2 separate regions of the Podarcis muralis genome follow, and region 2 is linked to region 1. The links are chromatin contacts, called in public Hi-C maps. All regions are on one chromosome and are shown on one strand. Each heading gives the region's core, a stretch centred on a gene start, on an enhancer-like site or on the middle of the called end of the contact. The rest is flanking DNA. Distances are from core to core; before and after follow the strand shown.

Region 1 (3,406 bases), core at 514-3,013:
TCCGCCTCTTCCTGACTCCCCGGACCAGAGCACGCCAGGCACTCCTGTCTTCCACTGCCTCCCGCAGTTTGGTCAAACTCCTGTTAGTAGCTTCGAGAACACTGTCCAACCATCTCGTCCTCTGTCGTCCCCTTCTCCTTGTGCCCTCCATCTTTCCCAACATCAGGGTCTTTTCCAGGGAGTCTTCTCTTCTCATGAGGTGGCCAAAGTACTGGAGTTTCAGCTTCACGATCTGTCCTTCCAGTGAGCACTCAAACATGGGGATTAGTAGCTAATAAAAGTTGGGGTTCTCTTTTGTTTGGGGCTTCTATCTTGTTCCACCTGGTGGCAGGTGGGAGTCCTGTCGCGACAGTCTTCAATCAAGACCAAGCCTACTGGCTGCTGTTTTGCTCTGGTATTCCTGGCTGGTGTCCTTGTTTTTTGTCCAAGGGAGCCCTCAGATTTCTCCGTTAACACTTGTAATGTCTCCACTACCCTTGAGAAGGGGTAAGGTCCCCAAACGCCTGGCTGTGGGTGCAAGAGGAGAGCCAGGCCCCTCTGCTATGCAGCCTGTTTGGGACAGGAGTCCCTCTTTACAAAATACACTCAAAAATGCAGTCAAAACTGAAAAGCGGCTGCTGCACAGTGGAGAGAGTTCATTCCATCACCATCTTTTTATTATTTGTATCCCACCCATCTGCCTCGGTTGCTCCAGCCACTCTGGGCAGCTTACAACATATATAAAAACATAATAAAACATTAAACATTAAAGGTTGTATAGTTATTCATCTCTTTGGTTCAGGGCAGTGGCGTAGCGTGGGTTGTCAGCACCCGGGGCAAGGCAAGTAATTTGCGCCCCTAACCCGTGGATTTGCGCCCCCTAACCCGTGGATTTGCGCCCCCTAACCTGTGGATTTGCCCTAACCCCAGATGTTGCGCCCGGTGCGGCCGGCCCCCCCTGCACCCCCCACGCTACGCCACTGGTTCAGGGTCACATCTCCATACTCTCCAAGCTTTCTCCGATGAAGATAAGGGCATCCTAGGGAAAAGAGGGGCACTCTGGGATCAAATCAGAAACCAGAGTGGCTTCTGTAAATCCGGAGCTGTCCCTGGAAAATAGGGACACTTGGGAGGGTCTGAAAATGCCACAAAAAAGGCTGTTCAGTTGCCCAAATCTGTACAGGGTCTCCTAGCTGCCTTAATGTGAAATTAATTTCCGTTCCCCTAAATAATTTGAGATCTGCCTTAGAAATCCCAAAGTAAATAAGTAGCTTAAGGCTGCCATCCTAAACATGCACACTTACCTGGGAGCAAGACCTGTATCACTCAGTGGGGCTTACTTGTGAGTAAGCATTCACTGTTAGTGTTTGTAGGCAAGGCAGTGGAGGGAAAGGGTCCTCCGTGTGAGATTTGAAAAGACCGTGGCAGGATTGCTCTCTTTATTTTTGCACAGAAAGAGGAGGTTGGGGCAGGCGATGAATTTAAGGCCACTGTTTTTTTGCATGGGAATCCTACCCGCCTCTGGTGTCCTACCTTGCAGGGCTGTCGTGAGCCTCCTCTCGCCTGCTCTTTTCTCCCCTGGCAGACCCAGGGGGAAGCAGGCAATAGTTTCGCCTTGGCAGGCATCTGAAGTGCTACGCGCAGAGATGGAATCAGACCTGAGAGCCAGATCTCCATGAGCGAGCCCGGAATTCACCTCCAAACCCCGAATAGAGTTCACTCTACATCTTTGCTAGCTCTACGGTACGAGAAGGGCGTTTCCGGCCTCCTAACCATAGACGCTGCAAAGAGGAGCGTCGCTTCCGGCTCCCCTCGTTCTACTTCCCACCCGGATGCGGCATGTCCTCCCGCGGGGGCGGCGGGTTGCGGCTGCTCTGTCTCCATGGATACCGGCAGAGCGCGGACATCTTCCGCGCGCGAACCGGGTCCCTGCGCAAGGCCCTCCGCGGGCGCGCGGAGCTCCTGTACGTGGACGCGCCCCATTCGGTGGACGCGCCTCTCCCGTCAGGTGAGGGGCGGGGCCTCCCAGTGACGTCACGGGCGCCTCCCCTGACGTCACTCCAGGAGAGCCCTGCCATTGGCCAGGCTGATTGGGTGTCGGGTGTTCCTCTGGGCATGTGCAGAGTGCGATTCTCCCCCCCCACCTCAAAAAACCTCTTCCGCCTCCCAGAGGGGCAACTAATCAGGAGGAAATCTCGTTAATCCATTTTGTGAACTTTTTTTTAAAAAAAAGAAATCTGCCGGGCCAGCAGCCCCTTCGTGGCGGGCGAGAGGGCTGCCGAGGACGGGCTCCGAGGGGCCAGCGTGGCTCCCAAGGGCAGGGACTGGGAACCCCAGGAGGGGAGGGAGGCTCTGGGGCTCGGATCCCGTTTGCTGGGGGGGCATCGGCCACCGTGAGAAGAGGAGGCTGGGCAAGGTGGGCCCCTCTTGGGCCGGACCCTGCAGCCTCTTCGGATGTCCTCCTGAGCTGCCAGGAAGGAGACCTTGGAGTTTCCCAAACAGGCTTTCTCCCGCAGTTTTTGGACTCCATCTCCCATCCCCCCTAGCTAGCGGGACCAGTGCTCAGGGGTGATGGGAATTGTAGTCCCCAAACAGCTGGAGACCCAAGTTTGGGAAACCCGCCTCTAGTTTAATGAAGATGTTGCATGTGGTGTGCAGCAGCAGCTGCTGCCCCCCCCCCCGTCCTGCTGCTTTGTGGGCTTCCCTTGGGGGGGCATCTGGCTGACCACTGTGGCAACAGGAGGCTGCACTAGATGCCTCCCCCCCCCCTTGGCCTAATCCAGCTGCTGTAGGGCTCTTCTTCGGTTTCTCCATCTGTTCTCAGCCACAGATCCCGCATTGAGCAGGCTCAGGTGTGTTTGTTAGCGGAAGGAACTGGAGTGTAGGGGCAGATCAGCTGCTTCGCTGGAAGAAAGTCCCAGGTTGAATCCCTGGCCTCTCCAGTTAAGAAAAAGCTCCAGCAAAATCCTGGTTTCCAAACCCATGGCAAAAAATCCCAGTGAAGCCTGTAAAATACATTGCGGTTGGTAAAGTCCCTGTTGCCTTAAGCGAGTCCTTTCTCTTTCCCCGGCAGGGATGGAGACCCTACCATTAGTGGTCTACCCACAGGCTGATTGTAAGAATTACTGAGAGAAAATCTGTTCTGAGGTGGGAGGAACAAGTTATGCTTTGCATTTGAGTGGCAGGTCTGCGGCGTGGGCCCTCATCTCCTATCCCTGTTCAAAAACACATTAGTCACTGTATGGTTTGATCATGAACATTTGTACATACTCATATTTCTCACCCTCTGAAAGCAACAACACTTCATGAGTGATTGTTAGCAGAAAGGTCAGGGACCAGCAAGAAAAAATGGAGACAGTTGCAGCAAAAAACAAGTCTTGCAATGACACCTGCAGGAAGCCTTTGCCTGTCCTCTGCTGGTTTAGAG
Region 2 (3,406 bases), core at 457-2,956, 160 kb after region 1:
TACCTCACATTCTGGGGGGGCGACTCCGTGCGACAGTCAGCAGAGACCCTCCCCGTGGGCTCCATCAACAGCAGGTTTGTCCCAGGTGGCCCGGTACTCTTGAGTCCCTGGGGAGGGGGGCTGATGGCGCCAAGCCACCATGAAACAAGCCAGGTTTGAATTCCAAGCAAACTCTCCAGATTCCGGCCATTGTGAAAAAGAAACGGAGGGGGGGGTGTTTCCAAGTTTTTGTGTTTTCTTAAAAGAAAAACCAGAACTAGCGTCAGCTCCTGAGAGAGGAAGAAAAGGGGCTGTTTGTTTGTGGGTAAGTTGGGGGGAAGCCAAGCTCTCCTGAGGGCTGCTCTACCAGTGGAGGCCAGAAGGGGGCGTCTTCTCGTCCTTATTGCTTTCCAGGGAAAAGGGTGGGATCCGGACGTCGAAGTGGGAGCCGTCGGGCCGCTCAAAGCGGAAAGTGCCCCTACGGAGCAAAAGCAGAGCTCAGAGTGAGGGCTGACCCAGAGCAGGTTAGGGGGCGGGCGGGGGGACACAACCAAGTCACTCTGTTCGGGGCCACTCCCGTTTATTATTTCTTAAAACCTGTTAGCTCAGGAGGACTGCACTGCCACAATAGGTAAGAGAAAACATATCTGTACTGCAATTTTAACTCTACCATAAAAAGAGCTCTGCTGGGTCAAGCCCAAAGGGGCCCATCTAGTCCGGCATCCTGTTCTCACGGTGGCCGACCAGATTCCCCAAAGGGAAAACCACAAGCCCTCTCCCCTCCTGGGGTTTCCAGCAACTGATAACTAAAAGCATTTCTGCCCCCAACCATGGCAGCAGAGAGTAGCCATCGTGGGTAGCAGCCGTCGATAGTCCTCTCCTCCTTCTTATCCGTTAGCTAGTCTCCTCTCCCCCCTCCGATACTTTCCATCTTTCCTTCCTTTACACTTCCCAACGAGTCTGGCAGCTGATGCTGCACATTCTTTTTAAAGCAGCTCGTCAGAACCAGGGTGGGCTGGGGGAACTGGGTTGCATCCAGCTGAATTTTACTCCTAGAGCAGAGTCAGTTAAATTAACAGACCTAATTTCAGCCAGTCTGCTCTGAGTAGGACAAACATCAGATAAAGCCTATTATTGGCAGAGACATCTAACAGCAAAGCTCTTCCGTTTATGAACACATTTCATAAACATACCAGGCAGGAAAAGGGAAACTTCCACTTGTGTGGCAGTTAACGTAAGAATGTAAGCAGTGGCTGCTGGATCAGGCCAAAGGGGGCCCAAAACAGTCCAGGTTCCTGTTCTCACAGCATCCTACCAGATCTCCCCCCGCCTGTGGTTTCTAGCCACTGGCATTCAGAAGCAATGCTGCCTCCAACTGTGGAGACAGGGCAGAGCCATTGTGGCTGGCAATAGGTGATACTGGGTTAAGATTTGATGATCAGAAGTGGCCAGGGCCAACCTGAGGGGCCTGTAAAGACCAGCCCTCTGATTCAATACATTCCCAAGGCAAGTTTCTCACCCCACCTGGCCAACCTGCCCGTTCAGCCACCTGGCCGCCGCCGCCACCTTGGGGAGGCTGCCCCCAGGGAAGCTGGCTTCCCACCCTCCTCTCTGGTCTTTCCTGCTGTGGCTCTGGAAGCCTCCGGTTCCTTACCACATGTGGCCGCTGGATGCTTGCAGGGAGACATGGCTGCTGTACTGGAAGGCTGGCTGTTCTTTGGACAGGACTGGCTCCTGGGGAGAGAAAACAAAGCATCACTGCAACGCGCTCTACGTGGGGCTACCTTTGAAGGTGACCCGGAAACTGCAATTAATCCAGAATGCGGCAGCTAGACTGGTGACTGGGAGTGGCCGCCGGGACCACATAACACCGGTTCTGAGAGATCTGCATTGGCTCCCAGTACGTTTCCGAGCACAATTCAAAGTGTTGGTGCTGACCTTGAAAGCCCTAAACGGCCTCGGTCCAGTATACCTGAAGGAGCGTCTCCACCCCCATCGTTCAGCCCAGACACTGAGATCCAGCGCCGAGGGCCTTCTGGCGGTTCCCTCATTGTGAGAAGTAAGGTTACAGGGAACCAGGCAGAGGGCCTTCTCGGTAGTGGCGCCTGCCCTGTGGAACGCCCTCCCAGCAGATGTCAAAGCAATAAACAACTATTTTACTTTTAAAAGTCATCTGAAGGCAGCCCTCTTTAGGGAAGTTTTTAATGTTTGATGCTGTACTGTTTTTAATATTCAGTTGGAAGCCACGCAGAGTGGCTGGGGAAACCCAGCCAGATGGGCGGGGTATAAATAATAAATTATTATTATTATTATCACTGGAGAGCCATCTTCCGCCTCACCTCCTGCTCTGCAATAAGAACGACCCTCACCAACCATCTGGGGGCTGATGGGAATTGTTCATGCTAAACTGCTTTGTTCTGTTTGAGACTTCTTCCAGGAAGAAGAACACAAGACCGGCTGCAAGACCTGGAAGACCCTGCAGGCCCTTTTCCACCTGGCCTGGGTGGGAGGGGACCTGGCTGACTCCAGCTACAAAAGCTGAGGCCAGAGACCACCTTGGCTGTCTTTCAGTGCAGACCCAGGTCTTCCAGCCTGAGCTTCCACAGCTGCTGCCCGCTGTGAACCACCACTGGCAGGATTGGCAGCAACAGCAGCAGACACGTTCTATGCTTAAGACAATATTTCATTCTCTTGCCAATTATGCTGTTTTAAATGTGCATTTTATAGCTGACTTCCTTCAGTAATGTTTTCCTTTGATATGTTAAAGATTTATTTTTTTGTTAACTTTGCTGCATTAAATGTGCATTCTGCAGCTGACCTCTTTTGCAATGTTTCATTTTGAAATATTTTAAGATAATATCTCAGCTTCCTGTATTATGTGGCTTTGAATGTATACTTTATATTTGACTTTCTTCAGTAATGTTTTAATGTTGGGTTGTTAAACCACTTTGAGATTTTGTGTTCTTAAAAATATAGATACAGAAACGAAATGAATATTAACAATCATGGTAGGAGCCTGCGGCTGCATCAAACCAATGGCCCATCCTGTTGTCACAGTAGCCCATCAGGAACCCCAGTGAGTAGACCTTTGGCAAAACCCGAGCACAAGAGACCCCTCCCCTCCTGCAGAGCCAGCCACTGGTACTCAGAAGCAAGAGATAAAAGGCCAGTTTTAAACCCCCTCCAGGGGGGGGCACTTACTCTCCCCACGACCCCTCGGCCGCGGACTGTCTCCAGCGTGCCCGACAAGCTGAATATCCTCCAGTGCCGTTCCCGGAGCTGCACGACTTCGTTGTTGAGGTTCTCCAGGCGGATGCAGTAGCGCCACTTGACGCGAGAAGGAGGGAGGAGTCACAGTCAGAGCGGGAGAGCCAACAGCAAAGGGCTTGCCAGCCAGAAAGGGGGGGGGGCTGCCCACAGAGGCCTA

The links. A called contact is a pair of places that touch in the nucleus more often than the background predicts.
Region 2: a contact with region 1 is called in a Hi-C map of blood, with 4 times the contacts expected there. The contact joins the promoter of SMG6 here to the promoter of OVCA2 in region 1. A contact is called at or near these places in 2 of 3 Hi-C or Micro-C datasets (blood and tail).

What each region holds. Positions count from the first base shown.
Region 1 is chr15:44,897,611-44,901,016 of rPodMur119.hap1.1, forward strand. It overlaps OVCA2 (OVCA2 serine hydrolase domain containing), which reads left to right and starts at 1,764. Exons shown (of 2, transcript XM_028708526.2): 1 at 1,764-1,987. The coding sequence starts at 1,819. The region is part of intron 12 of DPH1 (diphthamide biosynthesis 1); the gene reads left to right.
Region 2 is chr15:45,056,917-45,060,322 of rPodMur119.hap1.1, forward strand. It overlaps SMG6 (SMG6 nonsense mediated mRNA decay factor), which reads right to left and starts at 1,707. Exons shown (of 19, transcript XM_028707981.2): 1 at 1,634-1,707. The coding sequence starts at 1,667. It overlaps POLDIP2 (DNA polymerase delta interacting protein 2), which reads right to left. Exons shown (of 11, transcript XM_028707986.2): 9 at 3,181-3,306; 10 at 1,634-1,713; 11 at 1-457. The coding sequence ends at 343.